2 separate regions of the Canis lupus genome follow, and region 1 is linked to region 2. Evidence: chromatin contacts called from public Hi-C data. All regions are on one chromosome and are shown on one strand. The core of a region is the stretch at or near the end of the contact, and the rest is flanking DNA. Distances in the headings are between cores, read along the strand shown. Region 1 holds the start of TMEM9B (transmembrane protein 9B). Region 2 holds the start of RPL27A (ribosomal protein L27a).

Region 1 (4,562 bases), core at 738-3,237, 220 kb before region 2:
ACCTTAAGCAATATAAAAATACTAAGGTTTTTTTTTTTTTTTTTGTACTAAGTCTTTGAAATCCAGTGTATATTTTGCACTTACTCAATTCTGATTAGCCACATTTCAAGTGCTCAATGACACATGTGGCTAGTGGCTACTGTACTGGACAGTCTAACTCTAAAATGCTGCTTCCAGGAGTGCACTTGTTAATTCTCCAATAAGCAGATAAGACCCACCAGTCATTAATATATATTCACTTTAAGCCTCTGTACTCTCAATCATGAAGAAGAAAAGACCTGTGAGGTTCTAGCCAGAGGGAGCACACCCTTAAATATCAGACCTAGACAATGAACCCTAAATTGATCCCAAACTTGCCTTTAGCAATCACATCTACAGTGCCTCACAGACTATTCTGACCTCCGAGTTGTTCTTGGCCAGCAAAACACCAACAACAAAGACTTGTTATCTCACTAATGTGACAGTACCTCCACAGGGACAGCCTGCAGGGGCTTTGATGAAAGGTCATCTAGCCCTACCCCTCTGATTCTGGCTGGGACTAGGCACCACTTGCCACTTGGGATTGAAAGGGGCTAAATATATCTGGCATAGTATCAGACACCTTGTGTTAGAGTCTGGCATCAACAATAATCACACGGGAGGGGCACCTGACCGGTTCAGTCCTAGAGCAGTGACTCGATCTCACAGGATCCTGAAATATAGCCACATGTTGGACATGGAGCAGCCCCCGTGGCTCGGCGGTTTAATGCTGCCTTCAGCCCAGGGCGTGATCCTGAAGACCCGGGATCGAGTCCCGCGTCGGGCTCCCCGCATGGAGCCTGCTTCTTCCTCTGCCTGTGTCTCTGCCTCTCTGTGTCTATCATGAATAAATTTTTAAAAAATCTTTAAAAAAATTTTTTAAGTTAAAGGAAGAGTCTAGTAATTAATTAAAACATTTCTGAAAACTAGGAAAAGACTACTTTTTTGTTTTAAAGATTTTAAGAAACATGGGAGAATTTGAAATCCATAGATAAGAGTTCAATCTCCCCATAGTGAACCAAGAACCAGAGGCCCAGGAAAGGTAAGTGTTTTGCCCAAAGTCCTTCAGCAAATCTGCAGTGGTGGTGATGAGCTCTGTATTCTTTCCACTATCCCGCTCCACAATGTCTTCATTAACTGAAAAATATTTTAATTGGAGACACTGCGCCATCTCCAGGGTCCTCCTAAATTACCTGCAGAGGATGACCCGCACTTGCAAGGCCGGTCAGCGCTCCCCCAACTCTTGACTTCGAGGCCAGCCGCCCTTAATAGGATCGTAGCACCGCAGTTCCCCAACTACTGGAGTCCCGGGCGGAGGAGGCTACTAGGGCGGTTCTTTGGCCAATTCCACACGTTCCGGAGCCAGACCTAGCCCGGCCCGACTCAGCCGCGCCGCTGACGCGCGGTTCGTGCAGCAGGCTGGGGTCTAGGCGGTCAGGCCCCAGCGGGAGGCAAGCGGGGAGACCAAGCCGAAGCCAGCGTGTTGGAAGCCCTGCCGCGAGCGGCGTCCGGGAGGCGCAGGGGCTGCAGGTTAGGGGCCAAGTGCCGGGGAGGACGGCCCTCCGGCTGGGGGTAGGCCTCCCGGAAGGCATGGCTCGGCCGTCAGTCCCGTGGCCGCCTCCACGCCTGCCACCTGCCCTCGCAAGCCGCCCCGGGCGCTTGGGCTCGCCCCAGCCTCGGGGGCCTGGCGACGGACGGCTCCGGGCTCGCAGGGGTCGCTGGAGTTGCTGGGGGTCTCCCGGGCGAGAGGACTCCCCAGGGCCCTGCAGGTCCTCAGCCGCCGCTGCTCCAGCGCCCAGGAAGGACAGCCTCACGCCTCGGAGCTCTGCCGCGCCAGGGGCGCCCCCTTGGTTTCCCGCGCCCGAGCGTTCGCGGGGCGGGCGCCGGCACCGCGCAGCCTCCGCGGCCTGCGCACGGGGAACCGTTTCCGGGGCGGACGGTGACGTAGCTGACCCCGCGCGGCCGGTGACGCCGAGGCCCGGCCGGAAGTGCGGGCGGAGGAGCCCGAGCCGGAGCCCGAGCCGGAGCCCCAGCCCGGACCAGGTCGCGGGGGCTCCGGGCTGTGGCCACCGCCGGGCCTGGCAGCGATGGCGACCGTGTGGGGAGGCTTCCTTCGGCTTGGCTCCTTGCTCAGCCTGTCCTGCCTGGCGCTCTCGGTGCTGCTGCTGGTGCAGCTGTCAGACGCCGCCAAGGTGAGTCGGCGCAGCCTTCGCTCCAGACAGGAGCCCCTCCCCTCCGGCCTGCCGAAAGCCGTCTGTCGGCCTGCTGCCCTCCCCGCGCCTCTCCCGGCCCTGCCACCCCGACCTGCAGGCCGCCCCCCGCCCGATCGCACCGGCGCCCCCAGCCCCGCCACTCCGGCAGTGCCGGCCGCTCTCGCACCCCCAGCCCTGGCCGCGCCGCCTCCTTCCCGCCCCTGCCCCTGCCCCGCCCCCGCCCCAGCTCCGCCCAGCCGCGACAGCGCCCGCAGCCCGGACGCGCTCCTCCCCCTCCTAGAAGGTCCCCTTCCCAGCGCCGACGGCACCGCCTCAAACCTTACAGCGTTTCCAACTCTGAGAGCCTTTAGCTTTCCACCCCTAAGCTCCTGAAGCCCACCGCGCCCTCCACCTGCCTCACAGCCCTCTTCCTGCCCCGCCCCCGTTCCCTAAGCCAGAATTACCAGAAGCCCCCACCTCACGGAAAGCCTCCCTCTTAGGAACTCATTTCAACTCACCCCTGAACCGGTTCCCTTCCCAGTGTAGGAACTTGCCTCTCCTTGCAGCCTGCCTTCCCAATAGGACCTACACAGAGGACCACCAGCCTAATATCCTGACCTAACTCCCTCCAGGATCTCTTGGCCTCTTTGTTTGGCCTTCTTTCTTCCTGATAATTCAGTGGGGAAGGGAAGGGCCCAAGCTACAGGGAGGTAAAGTTGTAGCCCTCTCCCCTGCTCCACTTCTGGGTCCTTCCAGCCTCCTCATGCTGCTCTTTATAGCCCCCTTCATGCTCCCACCCTCCAGACCTGCTTTGCCCCTGGTACACACTTGTGCGTCCTCCTTGATGAGCTAGCTCCTTATTGGAGAAAACGGAAGGAATTTACCTTAATGTGATGGGAAGACAGATTGACATTTGCATTTTAAAAAATAGCTTTAATCCATAATATGGGACAGGTTGGGAAAGACAGGTTTAATGCAGACAGCTCAGGGGGTTTTGATCGGGAGTTCTTGTTGAAATCTTTGCTACCTCCTACCAGAAATAGGGAAAGCAGCAAGTCTCGTGTCTTTCAAAACATTGCTGGCATCCTCTGCATATGTCCTGTCATCACTTCAAGAGTATATTGTAATGATGTATTTATCTGTCAGTCTCCATTAGGGTGTGTCCTGATTACTGGCAGGAGCCCTGTCTTGCACTTATCTGAATCCACTTCATTGAGCACAAGGTCCAACATGGAGCAAATGCTCACTAAGTGGTTGCTGAATGAATCCATTGTCAACAGCTCTGCCAGACATAGCACCATATAAAGGAACAGTGGGCCTTGGGGGGCGGGGCAGGGCGGGAGCTAATGATCCACTTGCCCTCTCAGATAAATTCCCCTTTGCTAATGAAGCTTCTCTTATTTCCTGTATTCATATATTTAGTCACCACTTTCTCCACCTCTTGAAACTTGCTTTATCATTAGTTATCCTCTCTGTCTACCAGTGATTAGAAGCAAAGTTTCCTGGGGAGGGTAGACCAAACTGATCTCAGCTAGACATAAGCTACTGCCCTTATGTACTTGCTTTCTAGTTATAACTGAGTGCCTCTAAAACTTCACCCCTTCTGTAGAGCCCTGGTCCAACCCCCTTTATCCATATCCATGCCATTCTACTAAAGGGTGGAAAGATAGTAATTAGAAGAATTGTGACTTGTTTTGTGAGTAATTTTGTAATCGGATCCTTATTTGCAGGTAGAGTTATCTGTCTATTGTGCCTTTTTTACCGGCAGGTAGATAGCATAGTTTGTCATGTGACCTATAAATGTGATTAATAAATCACAGATCACATACACGTATTATTTCAAAATAATTTCGTGTACTATATAATGATTCATTAGCATTACAAAAAAGAACCTGTAGCTTTAAAAAGCTCTCTCTCAAAATGAATAGTTTTAGAATATTTGGCAGGGGACGCTTAGCAAAATGTATATGGTGCAGTTTTTAAAAATATTGATATTGTTAACAAGCTATACTAAGTTTCCATTTTGGTTACAGAATTTCGAGGATGTCCGATGTAAATGTATCTGTCCTCCCTATAAAGATAATTCTGGGCATATTTATAATAAGAACATATCTCAGAAAGATTGGTAAGTATTCTAGATTACTGACATACCTGTCAGATTTTTTTCTGTGGTTGTCACTGTTAGCCCAGAATGTTCATCTAATGTATTGTTTCCTTTTTAAATACAGTTGACCTTTGAACAACGTAGGGCTTAGGTATCCTGACCCTGGCACAGTCAAAAATCTTCATATAACTTTTGACTACCTCAAAATTTAACTGCTAATAGCCTACTGTTGACCAGAAGCCTTAACA
Region 2 (4,986 bases), core at 302-2,801:
AATAGTGACATAACCAGGACTCCATTCATTGTTGCATTAAAACAAGTCTTTAAAAAAAAAAGCCATGGAAGATGTTCAGGAGACTACCCTTACTTCATGGAACCAGGATAAATCACTGAAAAAAGTCAGAGGCAGAGCCAAGACTAGAGATCTTCCGTATCACCTGACAGCCACTCTATGGAAATTCCACACATTCTTGTAGTAGATTTTCTAAACAAATTTGGGGGCATAGTGAATCTAGCAGATTATACACCTGACGCATGTCACTAACCTGGTGACTGACTATGCCATAAGGGTCACAGCCAGTGAATAAGGTCAGCAATTACTCTTCGAGGACTCTAGCACACTAAGGCAATAGCTGATACCCAAGCGTGACTCTAGCCTCGATGGCAAATTCTCGGTTCACATCAAATGTTAACTTGCTAAAACCCAGCAATATACAAAGGTTTTTGAGTGGTTAAGAGGCTTGCTTCCCACTGAAGGTGTCCTGAGCCAGCCCTTTACCCATCACTCCAATAAACTGTCAGTGCTGGTGAAAGTACAGGTCAAGAAACACTCACTATTTGTCGAAGTTGATCCTGTGATGATGCATGCCACCAGCATTACCCCGGCCTCCTGGGTGCTTCCGGTGTTTGCCTGCAATACAAAGCTACATGGCTAACGTAGCCTTCTCCAGTTCAAGTCTTCTTGCAAAAAGCATTTCCCCACACTTCTGCGTTTTATTTTTTCAGTCTACAAAACCTCTTTAAGCATTGCTATTCCCTCAAGACTCTGGGTCAAACTTCTCTTTGCAATGTTCCACATCACAGCACTATCCACTGTTGGATAGTGTTCATGCCTTCGACAAATGAACACTTTGTCCCAATTTTAACTACCCGCCCCCCTGATGTGAAATTGTCTTTAAATGGGGTACCGTAGAGAATTCTAAGGAAAAAACCAACAGCTAACAGCCAAGCTTACTCCGAATGACCGCACAAAGCTTACCCACTTCTACCCTACCCACTTCCCGGCTAGCTAAGCACCCGGCAGGGAGAGCTCAGAGCCGGCCAGGATGGGATGCCGGCACTTACCGATGCGGCCGTGGCCATGGCTCACGTGGCCCCGAAGTTTCCGGGTCTTCCTCAGTCTGGATGGCTGTATGGAAAAAGGTGCTTGGTGATAAAGCCAAAGGGGGGTGGGGCAGAGGGCGAACTTGACCGTCTGAGAAGGGTCTGTAGGTCTGCGGGGTCAAGGCTCTGCTTTGGGCCACATCAGCAAGGGTGATGTTACGGACCGGTCGGCCCGGGGCCCCGTGGCCTCATCAGGGCGGCGCCTGAGCGCGCAGGCCCGCGTGCCTCAGAGAGCCGAACCCTCGGCAGAACACGCGGGCCCACACTCGGGGGCCCACACGGGCCACCCTGCCCCGAGCGGCCTGGAAGGTCGGGCCGAGGCCGGGAGTTGGTGGTTGAGGTGCAAAGCGAGTACAGCTCGCGGCCTGAACTACCAACGCGGCGGAGAAAGGAAAAGAACCACCTACCATGTTGGCGGCCCAGAGGAAAAAGGGAGGCGTCTGCGAAATCTCGCGAGCTACCGACAACGGGGGCGGAGCCAAGAGACTCACTTCCGGCCGGAGTAGGCCGGGCCTAGGGCGGGGTCTCCGGAGTCTCGCGGGGTTCGCGGGGTTCGCGGGGTCGCGTGACCGCCAGGCCGGTAGCCCTCCTTTTTCAGCTCGGTGTCCTCCTTCCGCGCCGAGGCCGGGTGACGGCGGCCGCCCTAAAACTGCCTCCGCGTCGCCCTCGTTCGCTCAGGCTCGAAGGCTGAGACCTGTCGCGGAATCCCCGTGTCCCCGGAACCCGCCCGGGCTCCTGGCCGAACGCCCCGCTGCTGAGCCGACGCGCGCGCCTCGCTCGTCCTCGCGGTCGGCTCGGCCCCGGCGGTAGCGGCCGCAGTGAGGATTCGCGAGGCGCTGTTCGACCCGCAGCGAGCACCGGCTGTCTGGCTCTGCCCCCTTTGAACCCTTCCCTACGTGTCCACACCCGCCTGATCGCCCACGCTCCGAGGAGGCGCTCGGTCTTAATTGCTCCTTTGCGCTTGTGCTGTCATCCTGGGCGTCCAGAGTTTGAACAATCCAGTATACTTCAGGGACCTGTATACCTGGTTGCTTTATGGTTTTGTTTTGTTTTTTGTTTTTTTTTAATCCAGACTCTAAATACTTTTTGTAACCACCAAATTTTCTCACCTGAACCTACTTGACAAGGCTGTGAACCCCTCTCCTGGACCAGAAAACCCCTGCTCAACCTCGATCTTTGCAATGCAAGTGTCTCCTTTCCCTGTGGAACTTCTCTGACCCATACGGTCATTGCTGCTTCCCCCACTTGTGCCCCCCCCACATTCTAGTACATACATAGCTCGTGCATAATTGTTGATCCACATTTGTCTCCCCTACTCGACCAAATTCCTTAATGGTTCAGGAGTATTTTATCCCAGTACTCCCAGTTCCTGGCATGTAGTACATGTTCAACAAATCAAGTGGTTGAATGTACTTTCACCTCATAGTGGAAGAGCCACCTCTCAAGTCTCAACCAGTGTCTAAACTCCCGTTCTTCCAATTACTCTGTGTGTTTATTTTCCTTGCCTCGTTCCTATCAGCTAAAATATATTTTACTAAAATATCCTAGATTCTCCCTACTTTCTCCCTACCATCCTAGCTCTTTCCTTTACAGCCAAGCTCCCCAAAAGAGTAGTCTGAATTCTGTCCATTTGTTCATTTCCCATTCATGTTTAATCAGCCACACCACTCTTACTCAAATCATAAATTAAACGAGTTGAATGGACTCTTCTCATTCCTCTTACCGTGTGTTCTCTGTTGTACCTTACCTCTTTCACTTCTTCATAGAAACTCTTGCCTTCTTCCTATCTCTCTAGCCATTTGTCAGTTTTTCCGGGTTCTTCTAACTCTATACACCATTTAACTGTTGATGTTTTTCAGCCTCCAGTTCTTGCCTCTCTTAACTTTTCACAGTGTGCAGTCTTCTTGGTGAGCGTATGTTGGGTGGCTTCAATTCACATCTCTATTGCTGAGCTCCACATTCATGTACTTACTTAATTTCTGATTATTATCCCTGGGACATTCTACAGACAAACTTGGCAAACGTATTCAAAGACTTCAATCTTCCTTGCTCACTGGTGCCTTCTCCTTTATACTATATCTTGGTGAGTGGCACCCTTGTCCACTTAGATAGTGATGTCATGGAGACCTGAAAATGGTTTCAAAGCCTTCATTTCTCCTAATATACTGTCACTGTCACCATATTCTTTTGTTCTGTATCTCAAATCTGCTTCCTCCTTTTAAACCCCCATGCCACTGCCTTCCTTAGGATTCTCATCATGTCTCTTGAGTTCAACATCCTTCTCTAGTCATCCTGCCTGCATTCTAATCCTCATCCAATACTTTCATCCATCTCACCTCTGCCAGGTTAACCTTCCCAAAACATGACTTTCACCTTCACTTACTTGATCAAAAAGTTGGATAGCTCCCTTTGACCAACAGAATACAGCCCACTTGCCTTTCCAAACCAACCCCAGCTTCTCGTTTTACACGAGCTTCCTACTGCCGCCAGACTTGATACATCCCTGCCTTTCTGCCTGTGCTGTGCCATTTCTCATGCCTGTAGCGCTCATCTTCCTATCAGATATCCTGAATTTTCCTCAACCTTTAAGGCCCAAAACTTTATATTCTGCTTCTTCCCAGAACACTGCAATCCACAGTGATAATAGCCAAATATACCTTGAAGTTTACAAAATGCATTGGCCTCAGAAGTCAACAATACTAGCTCCATTTTATGAATAAGAATACGAGAACTGAGGCACAGAAGGTTGAGTGACTTGCCAGAGGCTATAGTGCTGCCAAGATACAGGGCCTGGGCCTACCTAGTCTTTAGTCTTCTCTTTCCAGATCTGTTTTTACCTCAGTGACCACTCCCTTTCTGACCTCACAGCTTTATGGTCTTCATCAGTCCTTCAGTCCTTGATCATATACTGCCTGGGACCAGCAGAAAGAGGGGCCATGAGAGTGGGAGGCAAGGTCTAAGAAGAGATCACCCTCTATTTGACGTCAAAGCTGGCCAATAAGTGCACAAGAGATGAACTGAGCTACCCTTGGGAACATGGTCTGTGAATGGAGGTAAGCTGGGCAGAGCTTTGGGAATGAAAGGTAACCATTAAGTGTTCTGTAAGGAGGGTCTAGAGTGAGGACCAAGACTAAGACTGTTCAGAGGGTAGAGGTAGGGTTTTGGGTAATGGGCACTGCTTTTGAATAGTTTTGCCAACTTCCATGATTATAGAGGAACTTCATCCTATCCCTCAGGTCATCCATCAGAACGGAAATTCTCCCTGAGTGGACCAGTACTCTGTGTTGGGTTCTGTGTTCACCTAACATTCTTCTCATTGATGGTTTGATCTCCAGGGTAGAGGGAGTGCCCTGAGCAATTGTGGGCTCTGGTTTCTAGCAGCCTCCCTCATTCCCAGGACAATCATATGGGTTTAACATAAGGCTTATGTGTGGCTTGTCCGTGTAGGTCAGTTTCCCTAGGTTGACTAGCTCTGAGAGAGCAAACAAAGTTTGAGATCTGTATCTGCAAAGTTGAATAGTATCCAGACATTAGGAATTTGGTGACTTGTCCTTCTCCACTCAGGCACATGGAACATGACCCTGAGACATGACCTCTGAGAGGCCTGCTTCTCTGTGACATCTCTTCTGAAGTAGAGTGTGGCCTTGTGACATCTCAGGCTTTTGGGCTTCCCCAGAGGGTCAGGGCCTCAAAAAATACCTGTGAAATGAGCAGAAGGGAGATGATATCAGGCAGCAATCTGGCAAGACAGGTAAATGTGGTGCTGACCTTTTTGGTACCACACACCTTTCTCCAGGGGACCTTATGAACATACCCCCACCCTGAAGAGGGCCCTGTGGTCCCTCTTTCTTCCTCTCCTCTCTGGGTTCCCAAGTTC

What was found. Hi-C and Micro-C count contacts between places; a contact is called where the count stands out from the background.
Region 1: a contact with region 2 is called in a Hi-C map of blood, with 2.5 times the contacts expected there. The contact joins the promoter of TMEM9B here to the promoter of RPL27A in region 2. A contact is called at or near these places in 4 of 9 Hi-C or Micro-C datasets (amygdala, blood and skin fibroblasts).

Annotation. Positions count from the first base shown.
Region 1 is chr21:32,919,786-32,924,347 of UU_Cfam_GSD_1.0, reverse strand. It overlaps TMEM9B (transmembrane protein 9B), which reads left to right and starts at 1,987. Exons shown (of 5, transcript XM_038569002.1): 1 at 1,987-2,210; 2 at 4,244-4,335. The coding sequence starts at 2,106. It overlaps LOC119865003 (a long non-coding RNA gene), which reads right to left and starts at 2,319. Exons shown (of 2, transcript XR_005375729.1): 1 at 1,212-2,319; 2 at 4-856.
Region 2 is chr21:32,698,825-32,703,810 of UU_Cfam_GSD_1.0, reverse strand. It overlaps RPL27A (ribosomal protein L27a), which reads right to left and starts at 1,551. Exons shown (of 5, transcript NM_001252225.1): 1 at 1,517-1,551; 2 at 1,071-1,134; 3 at 561-636. The coding sequence starts at 1,519. It overlaps LOC119865044 (a small nucleolar RNA gene), which reads right to left and starts at 388; the gene lies at 259-388. It overlaps TRIM66 (tripartite motif-containing protein 66), which reads left to right and starts at 3,986. Exons shown (of 21, transcript XM_038568983.1): 1 at 3,986-4,162. The coding sequence starts at 4,157.